Linked DNA regions of Danio rerio: region 1 is linked to region 2. The links are chromatin contacts, called in public Micro-C maps. All regions are on one chromosome and are shown on one strand. The core of a region is the stretch at or near the end of the contact, and the rest is flanking DNA. Distances in the headings are between cores, read along the strand shown.

What was found. A called contact is a pair of places that touch in the nucleus more often than the background predicts.
Region 1: a Micro-C map of caudal fin shows a contact between it and region 2, with 10 times the contacts expected there. The contact joins the promoter of rpp30 here to the promoter of ppp1r3cb in region 2. A contact is called at or near these places in 1 of 18 Hi-C or Micro-C datasets (caudal fin) and 1 of 4 datasets of contacts at active chromatin or transcription factors (gastrula embryo).

The regions. Positions count from the first base shown.
Region 1 is chr12:18,041,048-18,045,403 of GRCz12tu, forward strand. It overlaps rpp30 (ribonuclease P/MRP 30 subunit), which reads right to left and starts at 2,273. Exons shown (of 11, transcript NM_001013479.1): 1 at 2,108-2,273; 2 at 1,257-1,312; 3 at 1,107-1,163; 4 at 963-1,028; 5 at 780-848; 6 at 231-320. The coding sequence starts at 2,189. It overlaps kif20bb (kinesin family member 20Bb), which reads left to right and starts at 2,682. Exons shown (of 31, transcript XM_073918315.1): 1 at 2,682-2,766; 2 at 3,019-3,131; 3 at 3,219-3,308; 4 at 3,574-3,693; 5 at 3,824-3,962. The coding sequence starts at 3,030.
Region 2 is chr12:17,871,932-17,876,217 of GRCz12tu, forward strand. ppp1r3cb (protein phosphatase 1, regulatory subunit 3Cb) reads left to right here and starts at 1,950. Exons shown (of 2, transcript NM_200834.1): 1 at 1,950-2,136; 2 at 3,722-4,286. The coding sequence starts at 2,123.

The DNA.
Region 1 (4,356 bases), core at 1,023-3,522, 170 kb after region 2:
GGCTTTGAAACAGTGAATACATTTGCAAAGCTATAGGATTATTTGTTTCAAAGCTTTGTTTATTTCATCTCTACTTTACTATCCCTTAAACCATATCATCGGCACAATGTGAAAAGTTGCTTTTAACATAAGAGGCATTTGAAAAAGTTGTTTAAATGTTTATGCTTTATGAAATTCCGCTAGGTGACCATGTACATAGGTATAGATATGGATAAAATGCAATAACTCACCCCATTAACTGGAGCCCTTTTAAAATGGAAGGGCTGTTTTTCCGTCACTGCAATGCAGATAATGTCAACATCAAAAGTCATGCAGGCTGCCTGGCTCAGGTGAGGGAAAAGACAAAGAAAATGTTAATACCACAATAGATTATATGTTTGATAATCAAAATGTATTTTATATATATATATATATATATATATATATATATATATATATATATATATATATATATATATATATATATATATATATAAATATAAATCAAAAATGATAAACTAATTACCCATTATCCAAAATGTAAAGGGTTAGTTCACTAGGGTTAGGCACTTTTTATTATGGATGATGCACTTTATTGGAATTCTTTTGGACTGCTGATAATCAGCTGACATTTACCATTGCAGAGCTGGAAATCCTACATTTTTAAATAACTTCAATTGAATTTGAGTGAAAGGTAAGGCATATAAGATGCCGTGTGGGTGAGTAACTCATTTTCATTTTAGGGTGAACTAAACCTCAACTAAAACTAAAACACAATGTAGAATTGAAACTACACTTACATGAAAGAGCTTTTCAGTTTTGGGGTACACCGCCACAAGGTCAAATTTTTTGTATTCATTAGTAGGTCTCTAAGGAGAATAACACAAACAGTCTCACCATATAATACTGCAGTATATAATACAATATAATGTGTATAATACTTTAGCACAAATTATATTAGAGTTTACGAAGTATAAACTTACAAAATGTGATGCATCAGATGCCACAATGGTCAATCGATTTAGCACTTTGATTGGAGAAGATTTGCCCTATAACAGAAGAAAAAAATTAATTAAAAAGAACACATCATTGTTAATTATCTCGGAAGATATGTTTAAGCTAATTACCTGGACAACTGGAAATTTATCAAATAAGTCTGAAATACTCTGTGGGTTAGGAATTTCCTGTAAAACAAGAAAATAAGAGCATCATACAAACACACACACACGCACGCACAACTCGATAATGCAGTTTAGTTTAACTCCTCTATATTGTACCTGTTTCTTCTGTAGTGGCTCAACTACATAGTTTATTGCAACCGTTGAGTAGCCAACTGAAAATACAGCAAAAAGTATATGAGCATTAGGGGTTTCTCTAAAAGTACAGCATAATCTATGCATTTCTTAGTCTAACTAATCAAAGTTAGCCATCGCCATTACGTACTGGTTATCCTGCTAGGAGCAGTAGACAGCTGGTAAATAGTAATAATCAGCTAATTATGAAAAGTTGAAATACGTTTTCAATTACTAACAACTTTTGATACAAGATTCAACGTAAAAAGGAAATATCAATAAACACTGTATGAACAATTAATAACGTTTCATACTTCGCTTACACACGTGAACACTAACGTTAGAGAATACAACTGTTATTGCGCCGCATTATAGATATAGTCGGAGATTGAGGTAAAGTTGGTTTTATATTCACACATTCGTTCAGTGACATAAATTGCATACACTTCACAAACTGTGAACAATGCTGTACTTTGATAGTTGTTGACTGCTAATATGATTTTACCATTTACAATGAATACTTTTCTGAAACTATATTATTAATGAGAAAGACTGAATGTGCGAATATAAAACCAACTTTCAATTAGTCGGAGCTGGGAATTTCAGCAATGAAACGTCTGACCTCCAAGAGCTGAGAACAGAATAATTAGTGACGTTTTCCTCATCGTTTGACAGATTATCCGTTTAATGTGCCTAATGTGATTTGCTTGTGTCTGTAATATATCCGACATCCTACTCCAAAGCACTGTTCAAACGGCGTTCTACGCGTTATTTTTAAGTCATGTTAGGGGGAAACCAATCCAAATTGTCTGGATCGTAACTGTACTGCTACTTACGGTGAGCAGCTGTCTCTATGATGTGTTTCAGTCTGTTCTTATCACTACTATTGATGATGTTTAAATCCATAAACACAGACATCTTTCTCCTATTGATGGGATTCGGGAAAAGTGTTCACTGGTAAGTTCATATAAGAATACACCGTTTCAACTACTGAACACACACATCCATGGTACAGAGAACCACATGGTAAAATATGATCTCCTTCGTTTGGTGTTTTTTAAGACTGATAGTAAGCAAATGATAGGTACATTACCGTCACCTACTGGACTGGAGTGAGAGCATTAATGGAATAGAAAGTACAAAATCACAAAAAAACTAATTCCTGGTAAACAGACTTATTATTTTAAAACTGTGTAATTTAAACCACAAAAATACGTTGATTTCTCAAACAAGTTCGATCACAAGATAAAGCGTCAACCTATAACTGAGCCTTGTGGGCTAGTTCCGTTTTACTTTTCCTTACATTAGTTTCGACCGTCCTGTCAGTCAACCAGAACCACAGTATATTTTACTTCCTGTTGGAGGTGGAGCTACGTCTGTAGCGTGCTCTCCAATTGGTCGGATTTAAACAGAAGGAGAACCGCGACCACTGGAAAGAAGCATGTAAGCGATGTAAACGGGATAAACAAAAGGAAATAATAACAATAAGGGAAAAGTAAGTGAAATTATCTGAAATGAAAACACACAGGGAATCGTTTTACATTGTTTCATGCTATTAAACAATGTTGATTAGTTTAATGCGATACGAATAAGGTTAACATGTTTTACGAAAGCTAGTTTTAACGCGTTCGGCAACGTTAGTAAGTTATGAGTCGTTGTTCCATTTGTCGCCACCTAACGTAACGTTAAATACATCTTTATTATTACGCAATAACTTTCTTTATTTAAACGTCAAACTTCTTTACAGGTTTGATCAAGATGATGGAATCGTGTTTAAATCACAAGCCTGACCGTGTCGACTCTATAACGGTTGAAGACCTCCGAAAAGATCTTTTCTCCGAGTTCTCCAAATTATCCAGGGTATTTATTATCTCATCTTCTAAAGCAGTCGAATCCGATTTTTGGCCGAAGCTAACATTTCCTGGTGTACATTTCTCTTTCTAACAGGACTCGGTGTCGCTTGAAAAAGAGCATTTGCAGGTCTATCTCCGCGTACGTCCGTTCACCTCAACAGAGAGAGCTGAAGGAGAATCACAGGTGCTTGCACATTTTTGACAAATCTTTGAAAATATTAAGTTATAAGACTTTTCCCCATGTTCATGTTTAAAACCCCTTATTATAACTTTTAAAAACATGTTAAGTTGAATAGCGACGTCATTTATATTTTCCCTTTTGTTGTTTTTGGAACAACATGAGAAATGGTGACATTTATTTATTTGTTTATTTGTTTGTTTGTTTGACAGATTATCCACTTAATTCCCCTTATGTAATATGTTATTATGTGTGTAACTTCATCCAACAGGATTGTATCTCCATTGAGCCTCCAGATACTGTGATTCTGAAGGCACCAAAAGCATCTCTGACTGCCAGACACAGTGAGAGATTTGGACCACAACTGGCACAACGATTTCAGTTCTCACAAGTATGACACCTCTACAGTCATTTATTTGAAATATATTTTAGGAATTATATATAATATAATATATTATAGTATTAAGTATTTTTGAGGTTTAATTTATTCAACATGACATTTAAGCTTAATTCATTTTTAGGTGTACGGTCCCGAAACAACTCAGAAAGAGATTTTTGATGGAACAACCAAAAGTCTTGTTAAAGAAGTTTTGGACGGAGGGAATTCCTTGATTTTTACATATGGAGTTACCAATGCTGGGAAGACATTTACTTTTCTTGGTAAGAATGTTAATATTGACTTTATTCTTCATGTATGACTTTTTGGCTCAAGACTTCTGGTTTCATTCACTCCTATTGATGTTTAGACTGCTTGATGTTGCAAACTTATGTTTCTTATTATATATTCTACTTTTTATATATGAACACACTTGATTGTAGAACAAGTAGTTTGACAATTTTCTGCCGTTAATTATTGTAATTTAGTTGCAATCGCAAAAATGAGCCAACTGCCACATTGCAGAATAAAGTCAATAGTTTTCTGCTTTGTGTATATCTTTTCTAGGGCTGGGCGATTAATCAAAAAGTAATCCAAATCGACATTCAGAACCAAAAATTGATCTAATTTTTCCAGGTCAATTTTTTAAATTACTTTCCCTTCTTCCTGTGTGGAGTC
Region 2 (4,286 bases), core at 700-3,199:
ATGTCAACATCTGCCATTCTAAAAATTTATGTATGTATCAATAATGCTAACTAATTATGGAACATTACATCAGCAATATTTGTTGTGTGTGTGCTTGTGTGTGTATTTCATGATAGTAAGAAGTCACCCAATATTTTAAATATATCAATGTAGTATCTAAAATATGATGTGAAATATGTACTCTGTTTTTCATCCATTCTTATCACAAGTAATAAATGCATTACACACTGTAAAATGTTGCGATATGGAGCTCTTGCTAATGTAGGTCACATTACTCAATAGACTGCTGTCGTTGCAACATACAGCATATTGACCCTCTACTGTAACAGCAATAGAGCATGACAGCTTCATGAATGTTTAACACTCACAGATGACAGACTGAAATTTTATATAAATACTCTATTGCATAACCTGATTTCACTTTTTTATCCATGTAAGATTATTGATGATTATGTAATTATAATTCTGATTATTCTTAAAAAAATAAATTTAAACATTGCACAAATTTGTTGGGCAGCATGATGGCGCAGTGGGTAGCACAGTCGCCTTACAGCAAGAAGGTTGCTGGTTCCAGCCTGGACCAGTTGGCATTTCTGTGTGGAGTTTGCATGTTCTCCCCCTGTTCGCATGGGTTTTCTCTGGTGTGCTCTGGTTTCCCCCACAAGCTCAAAAATATGTTGTAAAGGTGAATTGGTAAGCGAAATTTTCCACGGTGTATGTGTGTGAATGGGAGTGTAAGCATGTTTCCCAGTGATGGGTTGCAGCTGGAAGGGCATCCACTGCGTAAAACATACGCTGGATAAGTTGGCGGCTCATTCTGCTGTGGCAACCCTAGATTAATAAAAAGACTAAGGAAAATGAATGAATAAATGGATAAATGAATGAATGAATAAATTGCACAAATTTGGTTAAATATTTTTCACAACTTCTGTCACGATGGAGTCTGGGTTCCTCACACACAATTACATTTGACTTGCTTAACTGAGGTTTTAAAAAACAGGATAAAAGTAGGCCTATTAGACTATTGATATTCTGATTACACATCTGGTTTATAGTTAAACCATATAGGTTTCACATTTTGCAACATCTGCAGTTTTCCACGATTTGACTCAAAACTAAACTAACTTGAGCTTAATGATGACACTTTTCTCTTTTTAGCAATAGTATCTGTATTGTACTGCAGTCTTTATGATGCACGCTGAGAACTGCTTTACAGGAGAATTTAAATGTCTCACATTTAATAAAGTTTATTTATTCTGCTATTCATGTGACTGCACCATGGCTTGAAAGCGTTATATTGAAATATTGTTTAAAAAAATATTATCACAGAAAATTCCTAAATTTCCAGTTACTCAGTGTGTTGCACATTCCTCTTGCTCATGAGGATTTCTCTCCATTTACTGCATCTCCATGAGCCATTTTAGCCACCCTTTTTGCCATTTTTAAGCCACAACTTAATCAGCAGCTTTGGTTGTTTGTTTTGTTGTTTGTTGTATTTGTTTCATAGACTGACACAAAATGGAAAAAAAATAACTTATTTAAAAGTGTAAAGACCATAGAGTCTCAAACGTTATTTTATTAGTAGTGCAATACAGTGACACACACGTATAAGCCCATCAAAAATAATAACAAAAAAGGAAATGCAAAACGGAAATTACTGTAATCCACAGATCGCGCGTCACCGCTTCGCAGGACTTTCACAGGCTGTCTAAATTTGGATGAGCTCTCCTCCCGCCCCCATACTCTCTCTCTCTCTTTTCCCCTCTCTTTCTGCTGGGCTGATCTCCCTTTGCACGCGCGAGACGACTGATTCTTTCCTGAGCGCTGATTGCTCAAGCGCCTCGCACTCGCGCTCTCCCATTGGCTGTCAGGGTGGGTTACCGTGAGCCAATGCGCGCAGAGGCTTGATGTACCGGCTGAACGCTCTTGACTTTTGCAGTACGGCTGGACCGTGAAGGGGGCGTGCCGCAGCAAACCACTGTTCTTCAGCGGGGTTTTAGTTATGGTGCTGCTCGAAACGTTTTTAAATGAAGTTTAAGGGCACGTAGGAGAAATCAGTGCTTAATCAAACTATCGCAGAGCAAACCGTTTGAGACGTTTTGGAAACCAACCACCGGTTTCAATGAATTGCACCAGGTAAGAATACAGAGTGCGTCACAATTCAGCGATGAACTTAATCATGCTGGAAAAGTCTAAAGAATGAGTTTCTCTTAATAGTATTGATCATTTAGATTCGGTTTAAAATAATGCTCGTTTAAATAATCGAACATTAACGATGTCAAGCTGTTTTATGGTTGTTTTAACTAATTAGTGTGTGTTTCTACTTATATTTAATTGCTTGGTGCTGTGACATGGTTTCTTGACTTATTTATTTTAGTTACTCTTGTAACTAACGTTATTATATCAGTATTAGTGTGTTTATCAGTTACTTTTGGCTTTTTGTTCGTGCAGAGAGGCTGCCATTTACTTTTTCACAAAAATTGCTTCAAATTGTATTACTTTTATTATCGATTCTGCATTGTAAAAAACTATATGATCAGTCCTGACAGCATATGCTTTTAGACCATTATTACTTATTAAACTAAGTTAATCATGTTCTAACTTAATTTCATAAGTTACGCAAGCTGTTTTAGGTCACTTCAACATGATGTAAGTTCATGGACTCATAAGAAAAATTTTATTCAGTTTAAAAATCTAAGTCAACCAGAATTTTTTACAGTGTGCTGTTTACTGTATTATCCAAGTACACATGGTACATATTCCATTATTTTTGCTGCAGCATATTTTATTGTCTGTGGTTCTGATATCAGTTTTATTCATATATCTGTTAAATTGTTTGTAGTAACTCTTCGTTTCTCGTAGTACTGCGTAGTTTCTAGTGTCAATAATATTTTACAAATACTACATGACATAACTAGGCCCACACAGAATCTGCGCATGCAGAAATCTGCAGATTTCCGCAGATTTTTTTGCCCATCATTGAGGCTGTTTATTTACTTGTGTAGATGTGTGTCAATTTATATTTATTCAGTTTTTTATATAATTTCAGTAATATTATTGACATATGAAAATGTCAATATAATTTATTTACAATACAGTTTGTAAAGTATTTTTTTTTTGTCTTTTAGTAGATATATTATATAAGAAGCTTGGTTTGTTTACCAAATAAGTGCATACAATTGGATTTGCATTGCAAACATTAAATAAAAATTAAAAAGGTATTTTTTATTTCATATATTACATTTTTAATTATGATATTCCAAAAAATATTCCACATTAATCTGCAGATTTGTTACAAAACTCTCCGCAAAAATAGTAAAAAATGTTCGCAGATTCTGTCTGGCCCTATGTATAACTAAGTAGGACTAGTTATTTTGACTAATTAAATTAGAATATGGAATTGCTATAGACCTACTGTACTCTTGGACTGACTTGATATGTTGCCTAATGTACAAAGTAACATTTAAAAAATACTATTTTTACTAGCAGTGATTGAAAAATCAACTATTTGGCCATTCATAGGAAACTTGATCTGTTTAAGATAAAATCAGCAGATATGGTTCTAAATGTACTGTAAAACTAGTAACTGTAAAGCTAGCTGAAACTGTAGTGGTTTGTTTGTTAATCTCTACATTCTGGGCCAAGACTTTAACTATGTGACTGTCAAATCTCCTTCCTAATTGGTCACTCTAGTGTTTTTTCTCTATTGTCTTCATCACAGGGTTCTGCAGATACTGAACCCCAGGCCAATGCCAAGTCCAATTATGCCTGTGGATGTGGCAATGAGAATCTGCCTGGCCCATTCGCCGCCTCTTCGCAGTTTCCTCAGTTCATATGAGGACTGCAAATCCAGGAACCTTGTCAACCAATACAAACCTCTGCGATCCTGCATCAGCTCCAAGACAGATGACGACACAGCCAACATAACATGGAAGAGTCCCGAGACCAAAGCTAAAAAGAAAGTGGTTTTTGCCGACTCCAAAGGCATGTCTCTGACGGCAGTGCATGTGTTCAAGGAATTCGAGGAAGACCTCATGTTAGACCTGCAGTTTGAATTATCAGATCTGGAGGATGCCATTGTTGGCCTGAAAGCAGAGAAGGAGAAGAATTTCAGTTTAGGCTTCCCTCAACCTGCCGCCGACTATTTGGACTTCCGGAACCGTCTAAAGAAGAACCTGGTATGCTTGGAAAATTGTATAATTCAGGAGAGATCGGTCACTGGCACAGTTAAAGTGAGTAACGTAAGCTTCGAGAAGGTTGTCCATGTGCGAATAACTTTTGATTCA